Linked DNA regions of Mus musculus: all the other regions are linked to region 1. A link is a contact called in public HiChIP or PLAC-seq and promoter capture Hi-C data. All regions are on one chromosome and are shown on one strand. Each heading gives the region's core, a stretch centred on a gene start, on an enhancer-like site or on the middle of the called end of the contact. The rest is flanking DNA. Distances are from core to core; before and after follow the strand shown.

The links. Promoter capture Hi-C pulls out the DNA fragments that hold promoters and counts their contacts. HiChIP or PLAC-seq counts read pairs in DNA pulled down with a chosen protein or histone mark. Capture Hi-C pulls out chosen DNA fragments and counts their contacts.
Region 2: a promoter capture Hi-C map of fetal liver shows a contact between it and region 1, with 5 times the contacts expected there. The contact joins the promoter of 4933417D19Rik here to the promoter of Galns in region 1. A contact is called at or near these places in 22 of 39 promoter capture datasets (the 3T3-L1 cell line, the C10 cell line, the HPC-7 cell line and 13 more), 7 of 484 Hi-C or Micro-C datasets (B cells, CD4 T cells, CD8 T cells and 4 more), 8 of 115 datasets of contacts at active chromatin or transcription factors (SST interneurons, bone marrow-derived macrophages, embryonic forebrain and 5 more) and 3 of 9 other capture datasets (adipose tissue, embryonic stem cells and liver).
Region 3: a promoter capture Hi-C map of liver shows a contact between it and region 1, with 5 times the contacts expected there. The contact joins the promoter of Chmp1a here to the promoter of Galns in region 1. A contact is called at or near these places in 21 of 39 promoter capture datasets (the 3T3-L1 cell line, the C10 cell line, the HPC-7 cell line and 13 more), 1 of 15 datasets of contacts at CTCF or cohesin (large pre-B cells), 34 of 484 Hi-C or Micro-C datasets (B cells, CD4 T cells, the G1E-ER4 cell line and 25 more), 22 of 115 datasets of contacts at active chromatin or transcription factors (the NIH/3T3 cell line, the SCID.adh cell line, SST interneurons and 15 more) and 5 of 9 other capture datasets (adipose tissue, embryonic stem cells, liver and 2 more).
Region 4: a contact with region 1 is called in a promoter capture Hi-C map of pre-B cells, with 4 times the contacts expected there. The contact joins the promoter of Fanca here to the promoter of Galns in region 1. A contact is called at or near these places in 7 of 39 promoter capture datasets (the C10 cell line, cranial neural crest, hematopoietic stem and progenitor cells and 4 more), 1 of 484 Hi-C or Micro-C datasets (embryonic stem cells), 5 of 115 datasets of contacts at active chromatin or transcription factors (T-cell acute lymphoblastic leukemia, astrocytes, embryonic midbrain and 2 more) and 3 of 9 other capture datasets (adipose tissue, liver and macrophages).
Region 5: an H3K4me3 HiChIP or PLAC-seq map of bone marrow-derived macrophages shows a contact between it and region 1, with 5 times the contacts expected there. The contact joins the promoter of Afg3l1 here to the promoter of Galns in region 1. A contact is called at or near these places in 2 of 39 promoter capture datasets (both in liver) and 1 of 115 datasets of contacts at active chromatin or transcription factors (bone marrow-derived macrophages).
Region 6: a promoter capture Hi-C map of liver shows a contact between it and region 1, with 5 times the contacts expected there. The contact joins the promoter of Tubb3 here to the promoter of Galns in region 1. A contact is called at or near these places in 4 of 39 promoter capture datasets (hippocampal neurons, liver, maxillary cranial neural crest and 1 more) and 1 of 115 datasets of contacts at active chromatin or transcription factors (microglia).
Region 7: a contact with region 1 is called in a promoter capture Hi-C map of hematopoietic stem and progenitor cells, with 3 times the contacts expected there. The contact joins the promoter of Dbndd1 here to the promoter of Galns in region 1. A contact is called at or near these places in 4 of 39 promoter capture datasets (hematopoietic stem and progenitor cells, hippocampal neurons and liver).

Annotation. Positions count from the first base shown.
Region 1 is chr8:122,610,184-122,613,056 of GRCm38.p6, forward strand. Galns (galactosamine (N-acetyl)-6-sulfate sulfatase) reads right to left here and starts at 1,304. Exons shown (of 14, transcript NM_016722.4): 1 at 1,045-1,304. The coding sequence starts at 1,155. It overlaps Trappc2l (trafficking protein particle complex 2-like), which reads left to right and starts at 1,443. Exons shown (of 5, transcript NM_021502.2): 1 at 1,443-1,510. The coding sequence starts at 1,478.
Region 2 is chr8:123,233,490-123,236,445 of GRCm38.p6, forward strand. 4933417D19Rik (RIKEN cDNA 4933417D19 gene) reads left to right here and starts at 1,602. Exons shown (of 3, transcript NR_045849.1): 1 at 1,602-2,064. Spata2l (spermatogenesis associated 2-like) reads right to left here and starts at 2,769. Exons shown (of 3, transcript NM_030176.3): 1 at 2,661-2,769; 2 at 2,029-2,360; 3 at 1-756. The coding sequence starts at 2,331.
Region 3 is chr8:123,211,242-123,214,063 of GRCm38.p6, forward strand. Chmp1a (charged multivesicular body protein 1A) reads right to left here and starts at 1,547. Exons shown (of 7, transcript NM_145606.3): 1 at 1,425-1,547. The coding sequence starts at 1,431. It overlaps Spata33 (spermatogenesis associated 33), which reads left to right and starts at 1,617. Exons shown (of 3, transcript NM_177279.4): 1 at 1,617-1,756; 2 at 1,847-1,996. The coding sequence starts at 1,720.
Region 4 is chr8:123,317,108-123,319,900 of GRCm38.p6, forward strand. Fanca (Fanconi anemia, complementation group A) reads right to left here and starts at 1,469. Exons shown (of 43, transcript NM_016925.3): 1 at 1,368-1,469; 2 at 955-1,064. The coding sequence starts at 1,446.
Region 5 is chr8:123,476,280-123,479,263 of GRCm38.p6, forward strand. It overlaps Afg3l1 (AFG3-like AAA ATPase 1), which reads left to right and starts at 1,583. Exons shown (of 17, transcript NM_054070.3): 1 at 1,583-1,768. The coding sequence starts at 1,631.
Region 6 is chr8:123,409,721-123,412,864 of GRCm38.p6, forward strand. It overlaps Tubb3 (tubulin, beta 3 class III), which reads left to right and starts at 1,833. Exons shown (of 4, transcript NM_023279.3): 1 at 1,833-1,942. The coding sequence starts at 1,886. Mc1r (melanocortin 1 receptor) reads left to right here. Exons shown (of 1, transcript NM_008559.2): 1 at 1-1,024.
Region 7 is chr8:123,514,050-123,516,943 of GRCm38.p6, forward strand. Dbndd1 (dysbindin (dystrobrevin binding protein 1) domain containing 1) reads right to left here and starts at 1,406. Exons shown (of 4, transcript NM_028146.4): 1 at 1,184-1,406. The coding sequence starts at 1,316.

The DNA.
Region 1 (2,873 bases), core at 54-2,553:
GTGGTGGGACTTATGTACAGGACTTTTTAGATCTGTATTTTTCTTAGTAATAAAAAACTACTAAGCTAATGTTTATCAAGTGGGATGTTTACTTTCTTTTTCTCCTATTAAGTCTCTAAAATTGGAATGGCGAGATGGCTCAGAAGGTAAGAGCACTGACGAGTTCAAATCCCAACAACCACATGGTGGCTCACATCCACTCATAATGAGATCTGACACCCTCTTCTGGTGTGTCTGAAGACAGCGACAGTGTACTTATCTATAATAATAAATAAATCTTTTTTTAAAAGTCTCTAAAATTCAACTTATTTTACATATATAGCACCTCTCCATTCTGATGGGCCCACAGATCGCTAGACAGCATCCCTCTCCCCTTTTTGAGGAGGTAAGTGTGGATCAGCACAGGTCTGAAGGCCCTGCAGAGGGCTGGTTTGGCTATTAATTAGCCTCGGCCGGTATTAGCCTCTGATTTGTTTCAAATCATCCTGAACTGGATGTGACTCTGATTCTAACAATAGCCAACAGATGTCACTCCACAGTGTGTGTCTGGGGGTGGGGGGGTGGGGGTGGAGGTGGGGCTGGCAGGCTGAGACTGCGAGGAAGGCACAGTCCATCTAGTTCTGTTTGGATAGTTCCATCTGACTTAGTGTTCTACATGACTGATTTCTAAGCTTTCATGTCACTTCAGGGCGACAGATTTCTCAGACAGGGACACTGAGGGAGATATGCCCCAGGGCAGAATTCATAAATGACCACAGGCTGCACTCGCAGGTGACATTCTATGCCTGACTTTGTGGTCAGAGTTCCCCCAGAGGTCAGGCTGGAGGTGGGCACCAAGGCAGGGCCACCTGTTGAGGGGAGGAGAATGTCAGCCCGCTCTCGGGAGGGGAAGTAGGAAGAAAAGGGCCTCCCTGAACACCTACCCCCACTGCGGAAACAGTGAAAGATGTGACACCGGGCTCTGGGCCTCCCTCGGGTCACTGCTCATCCGCCGTGTGGCTGCCCTGTGTCTTCCGTGTCCCCCCGCCGCGTGGCCCCACTTACATCGTCCATGAGCAGTAGCACGATGTTGGGGGGCTGCGGAGCACCTGCGGCCAAGAGTCCTAGGGCACTCAGTACCAGCAGCAGCTGCTGGGCTGCGGTACAGGCCGCCATAGCAAACCAAGCTCCCGCTGAGGAGTCAAGACCCAGTCCCAAGCCTGCCGCGGTTCCTTTTGGACTGTAGGGCGGGCCCTGGCGGCAGAATGAGAGGAGGGGCAGGGCCACGGAGAAAAGAAGAGGGAGAGGTGGGGCCTAGGCTGTCTGAGTGACAAGGGAGTGGGCTGGGCCTTACGGGAAAGGGGCGGGACCAAGGCCGGACCTGAGAGTCTGGGCGGAGCCATGGTAGAGAGAGGCGGGCTCTGAGCCTCGGTGGGAGGAGAATGGGCGGGGCCTGCCTCCACATCGGGTCACATGATGTGGCGCACAGCCTGCCAATATGGCGGTGTGCATCGCGGTGATCGCCAAGGAGGTGCGTGAGAGGCTGCGGGCGGCGGGCGGCGGGCGGCGGGCGGCGGGCCTCCTTCCAGCCATGGTCTTGATCTTTTCAACTCTGAGCTCCAAGCCTCAGCCAAGCCCTATGATCAGGATCCTTCCGGCTCGCTTTCGCTGACAGCTGACAGCCGTCCGCCGCCAGTTTGCAGGCCTCCGCCTCCGGGTTTTGAGATCCCCCGGGAAGCTTAGCTGGTCGCTGCAGCCTGCCACCCGTCGCTCTACGCGTTCTTTTCACGGCCTCAGCTGCCTTCCGCGTCCGGTCTTTCTGCCCCGCCTTCCGGACCGTCCCCTGGCTGCCCAGCCGGCGCTATTTAAATATAAGCCTGGCGCGGCTCAAGTCAGCCTAGAATCCAAGTGCTTTTCTTTGCCTTAGGATAGTCCCCTTCATGTCTTTTGCACCCTTCTACTCCACCGTGAAGGCCTGCAAACCTCTAGACAGCATCCCTCTCCCCTTTGTACCCTCTATTCCCAACTGTCATCTTGCTGGCCAACATATATATTCATTTCTTTCCGGAAAGCTGTTTATGGATGCTAAGACAGCTCCAGAGGGCCACAATATCCTGTTGCATGAAGCCTGTATCCCTATTAGGCTTTTTCTGAGATCTGCCATTAGGGATTAGACTGCTGTGAAGCTGTCAGTATGAAAGAGGGAGTTATACCCCCAGGAGGCCACCAAAACCAAAACTCATGTCATAGGCAGCTGCTGCTTTGATAAACTCAGGAGGAGGAAGTCCAGTATCTATGCTGAAGGGTCCTGATTTGGAGACTCATTCAATGTCTCGAAGCACTGAGAACAGACCACTACCCTAGTGTGGCACGTTAAGAAATAGCTAGTGCCCCTGCTGTTAGGATGACACTACAGAGTGTGCTGGTGGTTGAGGCAGAGGTGATCCTAGGAAGAGAAGTGTCAGGGTATGTTGTTAGGCTGTGCTCAGGTTGGCATTCCGGAGTCATTTCTGCTCACTTCCTGCCCCTGTGCATTTGTCTCTACTGCTTCCACCCTCCCTTCCTCCTCCTTTCTGGTACAGGTGAGAGAACTAGGGCTTAATGCTGCGACTCAAGCACTCCACTACGGAGTTACATCTCTGGTCCCATATTGCTTTTCTTTTTGGCACTGGGAATTGGACTTAGTGCCCTGTGCATGTCAGGCAAGTGCCACACCACCCAGTTTTATCTTTATAGTCCACTCTCTGCAGACAGTCTTCCTTAGGTTCAGTTATGTCGCTGAAGGCAGCATGCCACAGTGCATTAAGCAGTAGAGAGTCATTGTCAGGCTGAGAGCACACGAGTGCTTTGACTTTGCCCTTAGAGCCCGAACTCACTGGGTGGGCTGCCATCTC
Region 2 (2,956 bases), core at 352-2,851, 620 kb after region 1:
CTCAACAGCAGGCCCATAGGCCGAGGATGCAGCTGCTTCTGCCTGCCTGTGTCGGGGGCTGGCTTGCCCGGGGCTTGAAGGGGACTCAGGGGGAGCTAAGTCTCCTGAGCGACTCAGCTCACGGCGCAGAGAAAGGAAGGAGAAAGCAGAGGGTTCTGGCTCCAGCTCCTCTTCCAGAGCCCCATATGGTGGGCTGCTGGCCCGATGCATATCATCAGCTGGCGGTTCCCAGGGCTGACCTCCAGAACCCCATAGTTTGGCACTCTGCTCCCAGAGTGGTGGCCTGTAAGCCAGCTCCACAGGAGGCGAGTCCAGCCCTGGGGAAGGCTCACCATACAGACTGGCCTCTGAGCTCTCATCTTCCTGCAGGTCCTGATACAGGTCCACTGGGGCCCCATAAGTGGCAGGTGTGCCCCGAGGGGGCAGAGGTGGTGGCTCCTCATCTTGGGCCAGGCGTTGCTGCAGCCAGGCCACACAGGAGGCTACATCCCCACTAGCCCGTCGAGCTCGGAGCAGCTCCTCGGCTGGTAGTACGCTTGTACCCAGCTGAGTCAGGACCTCACTTAGGATCTCACACTCCAACCGAAGAGCAAAGCAACCTAGGGCCACCTGCACCAGCTGGCAGGCAGGGGGTGGGGTGGTCACCATTAGGCGGTGGTTGTCCCTGCGCACGTAGCCCATCTTCTGGAAGCTTCGAGTCAGGAGCTCCTCAGAGAGTACACCCTTCAGCACATGCACATAGCCCCCTGAGAAGGTCTGTAAGGAAGGGTCCTGGTCAGACATGCACTTCCATAAAGGTTCCTAGATGTAGCCTATGTGGGTTGAGCCTGCCTTGACCTCGGTGCACTTCTGAAGCTCCTGTCCACCCCCTGATACAGTTTCTATCTGTCTGGAGTGAGCTTGGATGTCAGACATTGTTTTCCTCCAAGGGAGAACCTAAACCCTTGTGTATGCTAAGCAAGCATTGTGGTCGAGACAAGGTCCTTGTTGTATAGCCCAGCTTGACCCCAAACTCACCATCCTCCTGCCTCAGCCTACAGGAATATTCCACTGTACCTCGCTGGCAGGTAGCCTCCCACGACTGTAGTATTCCAGAAAGTCCAATGTGCTTTCTAGATCCAAGCTACCAATGGAATCAAAGCTCCAGGGTTTAAGCTTGGGTCTTTCTAAGTGTGACCGTCTACAACAGCTCTAGGCTTCCTTGGAGCACTTCTGTGCATAGCACCCTTAGGGAGAGGATGTCTACACACAAGGAGCACTGGCCAGAACACCCTCCTTAGGGCGTTGCACCTCGACTTAAGAGAAAAGGGGCTTTTCCCTAAAACCACACAGCTAGGAGGCTCTATCCTTGCCAGCTCCACCCCAACACTATTTCTGAACTATTCAGTGTGAAGGCCACGCCTGGCTGCCTCTGTCCTCTGGGGCGGATGGGTGGGCTTCTAGCTTGACAGAACTGAATGAAAGTCCTGAGATCTCAGGTATTCCCGTGGAGCAGCAGGCTGGTGGGGTGTGGAGGGGGAGACGTTACCATGACAACCGGTGGAGGTTTACCTCGCCCACGTGCATTCTGACGTCATTGCCTTCCCACTCAAAATTAGCTCAGAGCGGCCCTACCCCCTCTAAGTGGTCTGCCATCTGACCTAAGGACTAGGCCAGCCCTGGACCTGGCCGCCTAACCTGGACCCAGGCAGGAATAAGATCCCTGCTGTTCTGATCTGCTGTTCTCTTCCCAGTCTTAGCAGCCTCCTTTTACAGATGGGGACCAGTCCACATCTTAGAGGAGTTAGGATGACCATAGGACATCAAGTACCTCCCTCACCCACCCACGTCTACCCTAGAATTTCCATGGCAACTAGGGCAGTGAGACTACTTTGAGGACAGCCATATAAGTTCTAGGTGAATGACTGGTAGGCATGCATCCCAACACGCCCACGAGCCCTCAACGCAGAACCCTCCCCTGAAGAGGATCTGCAGCCCTCAAACAGCCTGGACAAGGACGGGAGTGAAGGAGCACCACTGATGCCATACCTTGATAGTGGTGAACTCCTTTCTCCAGGGCAGCAGGTACAGGTGCACAGCGGCCAGCTCTAGGAGCTCAAAGGCGCGGGCCAGATCTTGGAGGGCCGGTGCCAGGTCAGCCCGCCCCCACAGGCCATCAGTGAACAGGGCTAGCGCATCGTCCTGTAGCGCCCCGTGCAGGTCAAAGTCTTCCACCAGAATCTGCCAGAGCACCGCGCGCAGCGAGGGGTCGCCGCAAACGCCCGCGCGGCCGCGCCGCAGCTCGCGCTCCAGGCACTGGCGATAGTCCTCGGACAGTGAGCTGCTGCCCATCCTGATCAGGTCCGGGATGAGGTGTCAAACTAGAGACCATGTCATCTCAGCTGTGTGTGCGACTCTCAACCCCGCACCCAGCAAGCCCAGGGCTCCCTCCAACCTGGAAATAGGGACCTTGGCAGCTTAGCCAACTCTCGGAATCTATGGTCCCTGAGACGTGGACGCTGACAGCTCAGTGACCACAGTATTTGTAGCCTCCCCTCCCCAGGACACCTTCAGCCCCGCTTGCTGAGCGTCCTCGTATCAACAGCTCCGCTCCCACTAGCTGAACCTCTTGCAGCCAGAGCCCCTCTCCCACTGACGGTCCCCGTGGGCGGCGGTGCTACCTGCTAGTCGCCAGCTATTCCAGAGAGCTCCGCTTGGGCCTGGGTCTCTCCTCGCTCTTCCGCAGAAAGTCAAGCCCGCCCCTTGGCCTTGGTCGTGACGTTGGTGGGCGAGGCTGGAGTCGGGTGCCGCCCTTTCGGCTAAGTAGGAGGGTGGAGGTGTAGGCGTGGCCTGGGCGAAGCTGGGCGTGGCCCTCCCCTGCAGCTCACCTTTTGAAGTTCTCTCAGATTCACTAGTTAGTCTTTCAGCTAGTCTGAGTGGGAGTACACAGTGGGTGTATGATCACTGGTCGCCAAGA
Region 3 (2,822 bases), core at 297-2,796, 600 kb after region 1:
TGTGGATGCAGACAGGGCCTGGCAGAGACCTGCCGGGCTGCAATCACCTCTGTGCATCTCTCACCACTCAGGGTAGGCTGACCATGACACAGTGACTGGAGGAACAGTGTCACCTAGGTATGGTCCAGCCATTTCACTAGTTTTAGGACACTGGCCAAATCGCCCCCATTTTAGCCCGTACTTTCATGTAGACTCTAGAGGGACTGGACTCTGAAAATCGGGAGAACCCTGTTGTGAGCTGCAGAGTGAACTGTAATGTCAGACAAGGGTCCATCTTCTTCCCAAGGGACAGTCTAGGATTCTTTTTTGCTTGTTTGTTTTTGTTTTGTTTTTCGAGACAGGGTTTCTCTGTATAGCCCTGGCTATCCTGGAACTCACTTTGTAGACCAGGCTGGATTAAAGGCGTACGCTACCACGCCTGGCTCAGTCTAGGATTCTTACGTCTTCTACAACAATGACACAGTACTTTAGCTTTCTACATTTCAGAAAGCAGTTTAAAAACAAAACAAAACCTCCATTACAGCCCTAGGCGGTGGCACAGACCTTTAATCCCAGCAGTGGGGAGGCAGAAGTAGGCAGATCTCTGAGTTCAAGGGCAGCTTGGTGTATACAGTAAGTTCTAGGCCAGCCAAGGCTACATAGAGAAGCAGTCTCATACAAACAAAAACTCTATGATACTAGCCCATAAAACCTATTATGAGTTCCTTGGGAGTCTAGAGGTTGGAGCCACGGCAGGTCGAAGTGACTCGTGACTCATACTGCTACGGGTGGTTCCCTTCCAACCTGTTAACCTAAGGTTAACCGGGCCCTCCTACTAGGAGGGAACCCAAAATCCTACTGTTTGGCACTTGAACTCCTTTGTATCTTAATTACTATTTCTCTGGGTACTTTTCTGGTGCCTTCTGACCACACTCCGTTGTCCCCAAACAGAAACAAAACAAACAGGGAGAGTGGCTAGTGGAAGTGGCCTGGATCGGGGGTCGGGTGTAGGATCATTTGGACAAGATTCAGGGTTTGGATCCCGGGCGTGGGGTGCAGGCCTGGGGAGATCTGGTAAAGAAACAAGACCCAGGGGTAAGAGCTGGCTGGGGGTCTGGAATCAAGAATCGGGAGCTGGCTTCTGCTGGGTTGTGCGATCGAGGCCCAGGAGAGGGTTTCAGCTAGGATGTCAGGGTTCAGGCACCGGGTCGGGTCCTGGTGGCTACACGGGCTGCAGGCCCCAGGGCAGGTCCTAGTCGGAGGTCTCGAGCCCAGTGAGCTGGGGGCGGGTCCCGGTCCGAATACAGGGTATAGACTATGGGTCCCAGGCCCGGGGGGATAGAGTCTGGGGCTGAAGCCCGGGGCGGGTCCGGCTGGGTTATGGGGCTGAGGCGAGACGTCCGCAGACTCCCGCTCCGACCCCGAAGTGGATGACAGCCCCTTACCGTCCATGGCCGGTCGGGCTAGCACAGCCCTCGGGGCGGCGCAGGGGACGCGATGTTACGGACCCGCTGTCTCCGCGAGGGCTTCCGGGGTCGCCACCGCTTCCGGTCGCGCGGCCGGCTGTCGCGAGAAGATAGCTCCGGGGCGGGGCTTGGGCGGGGCCTGGGCGGGGCTCAGGCACGGCTCGCGCGGCACGCGGTTGCCATGGTAATGAGCTCCCGGAGCCTAGTGTGGGTTTTGTGAGTCGGTCGGGTTAACCGGCCCCGAGGCCGCCCGGCTGGAGCGGCGGGGTCACCTATGGGCCAGTCGAAAAGCAAACCCAGAGAGAAGAAAGGTAAAGGGCGCCGCCTGGCGGCGAGGCCCGCCCTCCGTGCGGGCGTCCGCGGGCTGTAGGTCTAACGGCTTGTCCGTCCGTGTGTTTCAGAGGAGGAGAAGAGCACTACCACTTTAGTTACAAAGTCTAAGGAGAAAGTAATGGAGAAGGAGGCCAAGCAGTCTGACAAGGAGTCGCAGCCTGCCGAAAGCCTGTTGTTCGCGACATCCAAGCACTCAAGGCCGTCGTCTTCGTCTGAAGGTAGGGAGATCCAGAGGAGACCGGCCGCGGCAAGGCAGCAGGGATGGGACCTCTTTCTAAGGATGATGACCCGGGAGGTAAATATTACAGGGTTCTCGGTGCAGGGAAGGTGAGCGAGAGCACTGCCCTTGGCTCTAGGCTAGGCTATAACAGGGATTTCAAGGGCATCTTGTATATCTGGAGACCCTGTTTCAGAAGGAAAAAAGAAATTGAGACGAAACTTGAGCGATCCATAAAGTGTTCCCCAAAGAGGGTTAGTAGGGTGCTCTCTGGTCCCACAGTGATCCCTTCAACATGTTACAGCTTGGAGCAGAATTCTCCTCGGGTGATTGGCCAGGCTGCTGTGTGACTGACTCCTGAGCGGAGAGGGCTTGGTGTCCCTCAGCCTGGCCACAAAGATGGGAGGGCGTCTCAAGGTAGAAAGGACCGTGAGTGGGACAAAAGTGTTTCTTTTCACACCCAGCATTTGGCAGACACCAGAAACTGCTGCGAATTCCACTTTTCCCCGAGGCAGACGTTTGGCCTGTTTCTACCTTTTATAGTAGCTTGGTATGGCCACACAGAAGGAAACGTACAGAGCCTTCCGACACTGTGACACCCCCCCCCCCCCCATTGTCAGAAATAGAACTGTTGCAGGTTTAAAACAAGGAAGGCATTAGGAATTGGATGCTTTGTCTTTCTGGTTCCAGAATGGAGGCCTGTATGAAAAACAGAGCCCTAGGAGGACCTACCCCAGGCTCACTGCCGGAATCTGGTGGAAGCCAGAGGCGCAGTAGCCGAGGACAGTTGAGAAGGATTGGAGGTAGAAAGCACAGACCCTCCTCTC
Region 4 (2,793 bases), core at 219-2,718, 710 kb after region 1:
AAATGCCTGTGCTTAATTGTCATATTTAAAAGTGAGAATTAAATTGTCTGTATGCCATTCTGAACTGTGTTTCAAAATGACAACATGGAATTAGAGCAGCAAAGGCCTAATTGGTTCTCTTTGGTGGATTATGAAAGATTTCAATCACCCTCATGTTTCTATATATGCGTTTTCTGTCACAGTCTGTGTTTGCTGCAAAGAAACAATGTTTATCTTAATATTTAGAACAATTCCAGTGTCTGCAGTGAATGTTTCAGTCAAAGTGTCTCCAAGAGAGGGCTGTCCATCCAATTTGGGTGCAGCGCATGTCAACAAACGGTAAAGTCGGCTTCTGGGACAAAAAGCATCCCTTTGTCAGCAGTGAATTCCTCCACCCCACACCCACACAGGTTACAAACACTGCTCTCTTCCCCTGGGTGTTTCTCTGGAACACCGCTGAGCCATCTCTCCAGCCCCCAGAATTTCTATTGCTGTAATAAAAACACCATGACCAAAAGCAACTCGGGATGCTTCTTTCAGCTTACAACTTGTACTCCATCTTGCTGGGTGTGGTGGTGCACGCCTTTAATCCCAGCACTTGGGAGAGAGAGGCAGGCGGATCTCTGAGTTCGAGGCCAGCCTGGTCTACAGAGTGAGTTCCAGGACAGCCAGGATTACACAGAGAAAAACAAACAAACAAACAAAAACCAGATTGTACAGGAATCAACCCTCCAGCCCCTCGAGTACTTTTCCCAGAAGGAATTTATTAAAGCCTTTCATGAATTATTAAATGTACTACCCAACTACTTTCATCTCCAAAGACATAAAATATAAAATACACTCAGCTCTCCTCCCACCTGGTTTGCCGGCACCAGTTACTCGCCAAGTACTCAGGCTTAGAAGGACATTAAAAAGATTATGATCTGGCTTGGCTCCGAACATCCAACCTGCTCAGCCAGGACAACTTCCTCTTACCTCTAGCAAAAGGTCATGCATATTTTGATGGTATCTCAGGAGTTTCAGAGCAGAATCCTTTAATTTCTGTTCCCTTTCAGGATCATATTTTTGCTTTTTGACTCTGCCCGCTAAAGATATTTTAAAAAGAAAAAAAAATTGCTCAGAAAATTATAGTGCAACGTACACAGGGTGACACGCTGCGCGGAGGTCCAGAGAGAAGCTGTCCAAGTCTGGACAGTCACCTAGCGCTTGCAGCAAGCGGCAGGACCAGGAAGCCTGGGGCCCATGGCCCTAAGAGGACCAGCGCGGCCCAGGACGGCTGACTCGCGGGCAGGGCTGAGCCACGCTGGGATCTGAACCCGGACCCCGAAGAATGGAGGGACCGCACTGGCGCTGGTTGGGGGTCAGAAGGCAGAAATGGCAAGACCTACCCAGCAGCTCGGTCCAAGTTTTTCGGAGGCCCCGGGGCCCACCACCCATGGCAGCACCCCTAGCCGGCGAGCCCGGCATAGCGTCTGGAACACCGGCTCTGCAGCCCGCGCTGCCTTCCGATTGGCCGCGGCCAGGCGCTGGCGCTCATTGGCTAGGAGCATGCTTGACCACACCCCCGAGGGCGGACCCTTGCTCTGTGGCCCTCTTCCTCTTGGTTGTAGTACTTGTCCCGGAGTCTGGCTGCGTTCGGGTGGCAGAGAAGGCAGTATGGTGGCAGCCTTGGTGCAATACACCTGCGCCTGACAACTTAGAGGGAAAGTGGCGCAGAATTGCTAATGGCCCAGAGCTTGGCCTGGGGAGATCACGTGACAAACTGGACCCAGGTTTTCGGTAAAAAAAAAAAGCACTTTTACCTGCTTTGTTCAAAACTACACAGGATCGATCCGAGTACTCTGCTGTGCTTATTTGACTCTGAGGGAAAATTGACCAAAGGAGTTCTGGTGCTGGGGTGTGACTTTCAAGGGTTGAAATTAGAGTTGCTATCACTCCCCGCTAAGCGCTCAAAGTACTTAGGAAGGAAAAACAGCCACAAAAACGCTGTCATTCTTGTTTCTTCCTTTTTTAAATCCACCTTACGTGCGGGGCGGTGCTGTAATCTCAGCATTCCGAAGGCAGAGGCAGGTGGATCTCGGTGAGTTGGAGGCCAGCCTGATCTACCGAGCGAGTTCCAGGACAGCCAGGGCTACACAGAGAAACCCCGACTCTAACAAACAAACAAGCAAACTGAAGGAGGGCATTATGTGCACTGCAGCCACTGTCCTTGATTTTCAGCATTACCCCAGGTGTGTGCACACGCAGACACTAGTGGAAGACAGGACACTAGAGACAGGCTTGAACCGGCCATAGTAGCCAGGTTGTGATTAAAATTCACCCAGCCTGGAATCAGTCAGCAGCTGGAGGAGCCATTATCAGAGCCAGAGCAGAGCAGACAAAGATTGACCGAAGTTTCCCAGGAATCAGGCTTATCTGCCTCCATGACCTGGAGGTGCTACGGTCACACTGGGAGCCAAAAAGTCACTTTACCCATCAAAGAGAACACTTAAAGATATAAAACTGAAGAGAACCAATTTTTTTTTAATGTATTTCTACAAAATTTCATCACTATGGCCAGGACTCGTCCCAGTTCAGGATCAAATGTGTCTGGCAGCCCCACGTTGCCTCTAGCATCAGAAGTGCCCTCAGAGAGGAGCATCAGAGAGCTGCTCTGCCTATTAGAAGATGTGGCTCAAGGCTGGCTCAGTGGTTAAGAGCACCGACTGCTCTTCCGAAGGTCATGAGTTCAAATCCCACCAACCACATGGTGGCTCACAATCATCCATAACGAAATCTGATGCCCTCTCCTGGAGTGTCTTCAGACAGCTACAG
Region 5 (2,984 bases), core at 333-2,832, 870 kb after region 1:
TGTCGGCCACGAGGCTCGAAAGCTAGGGGTTTTTATGGGGTAAGGGGCTTAGGGGTGTGGAATTCAGCATAGTGACACACTATTGGCTTATTTAAACATTAACAGAAAGATTACATGTTAGCAAAAGGGCATCAGGACTTTGTTCCTGTGGGCTAGGGGCTTATCTTGTTCACATAGCAACCAGTTGATGTATGACTTTACCCGGCATCAAGGGGCAGTGGACAGAGGGGAGGTTCCAGCCAGGTGGTGTTGACCCAGACAAGATAGCCCTGCTTGTACAATCAAGCTGTTCTTAGGAATGTCTTAACAACAGCCCTGTCTGTTCTGCTTTGTTCTCAGCCCCAGGCCACGGGCTCATAGACAACTCTTTTACATGAATCACAAGATACAAAATCTCATTTTCTTTTATCACCATCTCCCACTCCAGCGCGGTATGGTGAGGCGGGAGGGATGCCTCGGCACATCCCTTTCCCTGAGTTATCAGCCACAGGACAGGTATAATGTAGAACAGTTTATTTGGGGGCATGGGAAGGGAGTTGAGAAGGGAGTAGAGGCAGTCAAAGAGAGAAAAGAGAAGAGGAGAGGAGAGGCTGGCCAGGAACCCGTGGAGAGGAGGAAGGAGGGAGGAGTTGGGGAGAGAGGGAGAAAGGGGTCAGGGAGAGAAGAAAGTCTGAGAGAGAGAAGGGGAGAAGGGGCAGAGAGAGCGAAGACATGGAGGGGGGTATGGGAGTAGGGGTCGGGTTGGGAGGGAACAGACCCTTTTATAGCAAGCCAGGCCTTGTTGCTAGGTAACCGTTGGGCGGAGCATAGAAGGACTGCTAACACTATGGGTGACAATGGTCTTCTCCCGGGCATCTGTACCTTTGAAATGTAGTCAAGGTAGAATCTGAGTACACGCAGATGCCACGTGTGTCGTGGACAGCCCCACTGTCCAGAAACTGGTTCATCCTGAACACCCACACCTCCCTAATGCCAAGTCCAAATTGCTAGTCCGCACAACTGCAGGCAAATCAAAACTGGGGTGACTCTATATACCAACCAAGTGCTCTCCCGCAGAGCAATGCCACAGGCCCTCACGCTGCTCCAGACCGTCCCGTCGCTCCCTGCGCATCCGCAGGAATAAAAATGTTGTTAAGTAAAATTAAACAAGGGTCTATGACGTGGATCAATGAGACAAGTCGTGCACCAAATAACAGTTCCTTTGTTCACGATAGGTCTCGAACCACATCTAGTCTGGATGTAAAATACCGGGAGCACCTCCAACCGGTAATACTAGTACCCTCAACCAGGGAGAAGTAGCCTCAAAATTTAATTACGTGAGCCGCGTTACCCCGAGGACCCACCGAAGCCATTGATGTCGTTGACAATGCAAAATTTAAAATACGTCTAAAGGCCCTTGGTGTCTAGGTCAAGTTGGCCGCGGACCATCCGCCATCAGCTGTCAGGCAGCGCGAAGCGACACTCGGGTTCAGGATCCTAAGGAGCACGGCCGCGAACCAGACACCCAAAGAGAGGTCCGAGCCGATGCGGCGGCCAGCTGCGCACGCGCGCCCCCGAGGGCGTGGTGCACTATGATCCGCCTGCTGCGCGTGCGCGCGCCCAGGGGGCGGCGCGAGGTCAGGGCCGGGGGATGTTACTGCGGCTGGTGGGGGCGGCGGGCAGTCGAGCCCTGGCCTGGCCTTTCTCCAAGCTGTGGCGATGTGGCGGATGCGCAGGGAGCGGCGGGACGGTCTGGAGCAGCGTGAGGGCCTGTGGCATTGCTCTGCAGGTGAGCAGGGCAGCGCTGGGGCCACGGGTTCCGGGCGGCGTGGCGGGGGCCGCGCTGGGCGTCGCGGTGACGTCATCGGCCTGCGGCTGGGCCGGGCGCAGCGTCTTCCCGATTTCTGCCTCCGACTCCACTAGTGTCTACCTACGGCTGATCGGAACACTTGAGCGGGTGCGATCTAGCCATTATCCAGTTAGCTATTGCAGGGCCCCACTTAAAAGGTAGTAGCCTTTATTCATTAAGGAGGCGTAGGTCTCCATACTAAGCAGAGAAAGATGGCCACCATGGAATTCCCGCCACTGATGCTTCATTTTTTAGATAGTTTAGCCTTACTAGATATTTTATCACCCCTCACAGGTACATCTGCCAGTAGTAAGGAGGCTCACCACGGCGAAAGGGAATATCCATGCAGATTATCCATCTTCAAATAAATGCGTGTTACCATCACAGGGGCCATACAGCCGTTCTTCCTCAATTCAGTTTTGGTCTTGTTCCCTCTTAATATGACAGTAGTGTGGTGTAACGGTCCATGAGCAAATGTCCATTTACCCCAGCTAGGGCACTCACGATAGGTCAAAATGATTCCATTCCTCTAGCTTTGTGAACCAGTGAGCTTATTGGAATTAAATATGGCCGCACCGGGGAAGGTTACTTAACAGGAGTGACTCAAAAGCAGTTTCATCGATGAAAGGCTCACATACAGGTCACAACGCAAGGCGAACCTACAGTCAGTACCACTGAAGAGGCTCCCTCCCCTCAGCAGTTCTTTCCTGCCTGTAGAACTTTGGGTCTGGGGGCCCGTGGATTTTTTTTTAAGCTTCTGAGCATAAGGTTTATGGGGCTTCTTGAGGCTTAAGAGCTTCCCTCTCTGTAGGGGGGAATCTCTGGGTTTGGAGGAGGTAGCTGCACAGTGGGTCGGGAAAATGCCCTCAGGTTTGTTTCTAGTGCTGTGCATTGCACAGTCATTTCAGGTCATGTCGCACATCCTGTTCCGGTGGGTGACCCGTTGAAGATCAGTCATATAGTGATTGTTATAGACAGTTCTGAGTTGCTGTGGGCCAGTGTCTTTGTGAAAGAAGTACATTGGATGGACTTTGACTTGGTTGGGTGGCTTTTCGTGGCGAGACATCAGAGTGCCCACTCACCCTAGACAGAGCACTGGTAACAGACCAAAGAAAGGTGTTGTGTGACACTGCTCTTAGGGAACAAACATTACCCA
Region 6 (3,144 bases), core at 583-3,082, 800 kb after region 1:
CCACCCCACCCCCCATGTGTAGGACTTTCAACCTACTTTGAGCTCTCCTGAGAAGCCCAGGGGTGGAGAGTCCCTGAGGCACACGTAGGGTGGACCAGGACCAGGGGCTGAGGTCTGTTTCTATGGGACACTGCCCTTCTGGGAGGAGGTGGGGTGGTCTCAGTGCTCTGTCAGATTTGGGAATTAGACAAGACCTTTCAGGCGTATCTGAGTCCCAGGAGAGTAGCACCTGGGGTGAACTAAGAAGCTTGCACATCCCTGAGCCTTTCTGCTGCTACAACCTGGGATTCCTGCAGCAGAGTCTATCTTGAGTCCCCACTGGTACTGAACACTTCTTTGTCCTCCTCCTTGGGGTGGCCTCTCAGTCTGGAGTGAGATGCCCTCAACCATCAAGTCAGGAAATGGCACCAGGCCAGGACCTAGCCACACTATCAGCTCCAGCCCTGCTGGACTGAGATTGGAAGCTGGTTCCCGGCAGGGCCAGCCTTTGCTGGAAGACAGGACCATGAGTCAGCCTTTAGCCTGACACCATAGCTCCCTGGGGACACAGAGAGCTCTGGCCTGATGTCATCTGTCAGAGAAGCATCCCAGGCCTCTGGATGCTTCTAAGCATCTTCTCTGTCCAGACAAGGAGACAGAGACAGATGCTCACCCAATACTTCTTGAGCCAGGCCAGCTGGAACCACAGAAAGCCACATCATGGACACATTGTGGGGGAGGGGCATCTCTTGAGAACAAAAGACCCATTTCTAAACTCGGCTAACTTGGATGCTTACCCTCAGAGAAAGTTGTATGCGCAGCCGCTCTATCCAGCGTGCACCCGTGCGTGCAAACTGGACGAAGGCATCTGCAGGTGTTTTTAAGCTTTTTAGCGGCTCTTGTGAAATGAATGTTTGTGGACCATTGAAGTGTGGTACTATTGTCTCAGATTCTTCCCGAAGAATTTTCTGTCACTGAAATATCAAATAGTCCTCATAAGGTGTCACTGGTCCTAGATGAATATTAAATCAGTGTTGTCTGTGAATTTGCATGCCCTCCTGATTCTGCTTCCCAATGGGCCCCCTCCACACACAGTCTCCTTACCTAGGTAGCTCCAGCTCACCTCGTGCCCCCTCTTCACCCTCACTTGTACCAGAAGCACAAGGGTACCAATGACATCAGGCATGGCTCAGACAAAAAAAGACTGTTCGACATGCTCCACTGAGTGGGTTGTATATCCTTAGAATTTTTCACAGAGATTTTCATGGAGCAGGGGTACTTGCCAGATACTGTGTGTGCATCCTCACACCCCAGGTACATTTGCACCCTCGGCGCAGCCCTTTGTGGAGCCGCGGACTGGTAGCCCTCTCTTCTCCAGAAAATAGTGACCTCAGAGTTCGGAGCTATAATCCGCCACCGTCCTGACTAGCGTCCCCAGGTCTGCACAGAGGTCTCAAGAAGGGTTTCGCTTCCCCTGCCTCTCCCACCTCAAGCGACTCGGCGGACTCAGAGAATATGGGTCTTGATTCTTAAGCACTTGAGAGAAAGAAAGACCCTCTTCACAAAGCTGCAGGGTGGGGATGGGGCAGGGACAAAATGGGGAGGCAGCTACTGGGGTGGGGCACTAAGGGGCCTGGGTTCTATTGTCCCCAGAGCGGATTGCCCACCGGTGGCCCCTCCTCCGAAGGCGCGGCCAGACTTGCTCCGCATTGTGCGGGCGGATCTCGGTGCCGGTGCTGATGCTGCAGAGCCTGCCGCATTGTGCGGCGCTCCAGCATTGGCCCGCAGCGCTTACATCAGCCAGCGAGGGCGGGGCAGCCTCTTATAAGAGGGCGCGGCGGAGGCTGCCGATCCTCCGCAGCCTGCTGTCCGCCTGCCTTTTCGTCTCTAGCCGCGTGAAGTCAGCATGAGGGAGATCGTGCACATCCAGGCCGGCCAGTGCGGCAACCAGATAGGGGCCAAGGTGAGGCTGAGCCGTCCGGCGTCCTGCGTCCCCACAAGCGCCAGCCCCAGGGCGGTGGGTGGAGGGAGAGAAAGGCGACTCTGGGAGCCGCTAGCGGAACAAAGGGAAGAGCCCAGCCCCTTGCCCCGCTCCTGGGACCCCGGGGTCCCCAATCGGTTCCCCTCAATCACGCCACTCTGCACTGCGCCCAGGTTGCAGGAGAAGGCTGGGGGTAACCCTTCTGACTCGCATTCCCATCCATTCTGCGCACCCACACACACCATCAGGTACAGGGGATGTGGTTGGGGGGCGCCGACTGGGCGTGGCCTTCTTTGAGGTTGCCACTTAAGCCTTGAGTAAGATGGGTGTGTCGGGCAACTTTGGGTGGGGCTCTCCCCTAAAACCATAATGACTGTACATGCCTGGATCCCCACTGGAGAACTAGACAGTCTTCAGGGAGCAAGGCCGCCCTCATATCCCCAACCTTGTTCAGCTCACCCAGTTTCCTTGCCCCACCCTGTTCCTTTGTTGGAGGAGTTCGGCCTGCACTCCAATGACCTTGATCCAGAACTGGACTCTGAAAATCTCCCATCTCTAACTGTGCGCTCCCAAGGCCTCCCAGTCGGGATTGAGCACAGAACAAAGCCGACTGCAAGGATTGCCTCAATTTCCCCTCTATTGTTAGCCCGCATCCAGGTGTTGAAGCCAAGGCAAAAGAAAAAGAAAAAGAAAAAGAAAAAAACGGGGGGGGGGCGCGGGGTTGGTGCAGTGACTCCGCAATCCTACTATCATTAGTGAGGTAGCTGTCCTGTTTCCAAGTCCTTAGGAGACTGTTCCTTACCCAAGGTCACACAGCAAGTGGCAGACAGAACTACTTGATTCCTGCAGAAGCCCAACCTCCACTTGGGTTGCATTTGAGTGGGTGGGGTCAGCTACCTCAATCTTCTCCCTTCTGAACAACATGAAACGGGAGCTTTGTCCAGATGAATGCTGGACGGGGCTTAGGGATGCTAGTTCCCAAAGGAGGAGGTTGGGTAGACAGGTCCTGGGAGGGAGGGGACGAAGCAAAGAGTACCTCTGGAGGCTGTTGCCATAGAAACCGGGCAGGAACAAAAAAGCTAATTACCACGGGCTGGGCCAGTCACGTGGCTGACATGTAAATTACAAGTTTGGCTCTTGGGTGGAGGTTCCTCTAGTTAAAGGGGAAGGGAAGCGGCACCACA
Region 7 (2,894 bases), core at 156-2,655, 900 kb after region 1:
ACTCTGAGCTCTACAAGCCAAGTCCTTGCTCTCCAAACCATCTACCTTCTGGTACCCACGGAGCTGGTGCTGGGAAGACCCAGGGTCTGGGGACTGTCAATAGCAAGAACGCTGGTCTCCCATAAAAACAAAACAAAGCACAACCAATCCCACTGGCTGGAAAGTGTCTGGCGCTTAGGCAGATAAGGGTTTTCAAGCAGGACACTGCTCCCCGCCTGTAGACATAGGAGCCGCTTGGGGACAGCTCCCACGGGCAACCCTTTGGACTTCAGAAGAAGCCATCGTGTGGCTGGGTTGCAGGCGGAATGGCAAGCTGGCCAAATCCTCAGACACTTGGTGTTTCCTTGGGATGGGATCTTCAGGAAATCCTAGAGGTGTTGGGTATGGCTAAGCAAGTGATGGATTGTTCAGATTACATCCAAGTTCCCACAGCGATGGATCCCTGAAAAGCTTTCTGGAAAGCTGAGACGCAGGGTGGGTGATTTTTAAGAGTTTTCTCTCTATTATCAGCCACCCGCCTGTGGGCACGCTCCAAGGAGGGCAGACCCTGCGGTAAGATGTTAACCTCAAGGGTCTTCAGCTGCTGGGAGAGGCCGAGGAAGGAGCACACCATTCACACCTTCCCTTCCAAATATATGGCAGCTGGGCAGCTCGGAGGCCGCTGCCCTGCAGCACCAAGAGCTCGGGTGCATGCGCCATGACCTCACAAAAACCCCAGCTCAGTCGGGAGCCCCAGACCCCCTTCCGCCTCTTGTCATTCCTCCTGGTATCGCGGCTGGGGCGAACAAAGCCTACGCGTGAACAAGCGGGTAGCATCGCCCCTACGAATCCCCTCTCCAGATCCCTAACTCCGGCCCCTACACGCCCCTCCCCCGCTCCCAGGCTCGGCTGGCAGGGGGCTCAGGACGCAACCCCTGGTCACCTCCTTGGAGGGCAGTCCGCAAGCCTTCCGGAGCCCGGAGCTCGCATATCAGGGAAAGAGACGCAGTCTGTGTTTGCCGAGCCGGATACCCGCACGTTTCCAAGGATCTGGCCCGGCCCCCTCCTCCGCCCCTAGCTCTGAGTCGGACGGGCGGGCTCAGAAGGCATCAGCGGGTCTCCAGGCCCCGGGAGTAGCTGGCTAGTGGGCAGAGGGAGGGGCTGCGGTTTGTTGTTGGGTTCTGGGGGCCGGGGTCGGACTCACCTCCCGGACCAGCGCCCTCGGGAGACTCCATGCGGCCAATGGGGTCCGCGGGGGGTGTGGGCAGCGGCGGCGACAGCCCGGGTGCCCCAACTGCTCTGGTGACTACTGAGTCCGGGCTTCGGGCACAGCGCATCGGGGCAGCAGCTAAGGGGCCGCGGTGGCGGGGAGGAGCCCGCGGGGCGGGGCGCGCAGCTGCTTCTGGCGCCGCTCCCCTCCCCATCTCCAGCAGCCAGCAGCACAGGTGCAGCCCCGCCCTGCTCCTCGCGCGCCCCCTGCCGACCCGGCCAACAACAACCCCCCCCCATCCCACTCCCACCCCCCCACCCCCACCCCCACCCACCCTTCTGCAGGGACGTAGCCCTTTGCGGACCTCCGACTTCAGCTAGCTTCCCTGGCTCCTGCGCACTGAGCTGCGCGCTGGCTGCGGTCCATCTATCCATCACAACCTCGGGCTTTTGTGGGGCGCCAGCGACATGAGGAGCCTGGCAAAAGAGTTAGGAGAGGAGGTGCCACAAGAAGGGCCAAAGCAGCCCCAGAACCCTCAACTGATAAGCCTGGAATTGTGGACCTGATTAATGCTATTGAATCCATATTGAGAGTACAAGTCCGGGAGGAGTGGGGGGTGACCTGGTAAAAAGAAGGCCTTGGATGTATTGATAACCCACAGCTGGAGTCCCATCTCCAAACGCCAGTCCTGCATCAGACCTGCTTGCATGGCACAGTGTGCCATTTAATTTTACGTCGACTTAACACAGCTGAAGTTATCTGAGAGGCGGGAACCCCAATTAAGAAAACGCCTCCATAATGTTCCGCCGTAAGGCATTTTCTTAATTATTGATGTGGGAGGGCCAGGCCACTGTGGGTAGCGCTATTTCTGAGCTGGTAGTCCTGGGTTCTATAAGAAAGCAGGCTAAGGCCAGGCTAAGGCTAGGCCTTGGTACCACAGACCTTTAATTATCCCAGGGCTGAGGCAGAGAGGCAGAGGCAGGCGGCTCTTTGAAAACAGCTTGAGCAAGTCGTGAGGAGGAAGCCAGTAAGCAGCTCCTCCTCGGCCTGGGCGGCAGTTCTTGCCTCCAGCCTCCTGGCCTGCTTTCCCTTCTGGCCCTGACTGCTTTTGTCGACGAACAACGGTGTGGAAGTGTAAGCCGAGTATGTATTTCTCCCCAAGTTGTTTCGGTCGTGGTGTTTCCTCACAGAAATTGTAACCCTAACTAAGATACACAGTATCTCTTTACTCCTAGAGATCTAAAGATGCCCGGCACAGAGACCGACAGACAGCAACTTTCTCCAGGTTGCACAATTCAGGGTTAGAAGTCAGAAGGCCCAATCTAAAATCCATTTACACTTTTACAAAAAAACAAAAACAAAACAACAAAGGAAATTATCAGAGAAGATGAGTTATTCATAACTGAACAGGCTGAGGGGAATTTGAGTGGATGAAATAAGTTGGTACTGCCTTGGGCAGAATGGATGGCTAGGACAGTAGCCAAAAAGCTTCATTGAATCAAGTAGGGTCTGAGTCAAAGCTCTGGCTTTCTGCCCAGCTCTAGTGGACACAAGGTAGCCTGTGGCCTTTAAGCTTGAAGGCCGATTTCAGAAAGTTAAATAGTTCTTAGTTTACAAAACAAGGGAACATCCCCACCAGCTGGCTAAAGCCCTCTGAAACCCCACCAGGCCTGGCTGAGTCAGTGCTCGGTCCTTGGTCATTCCT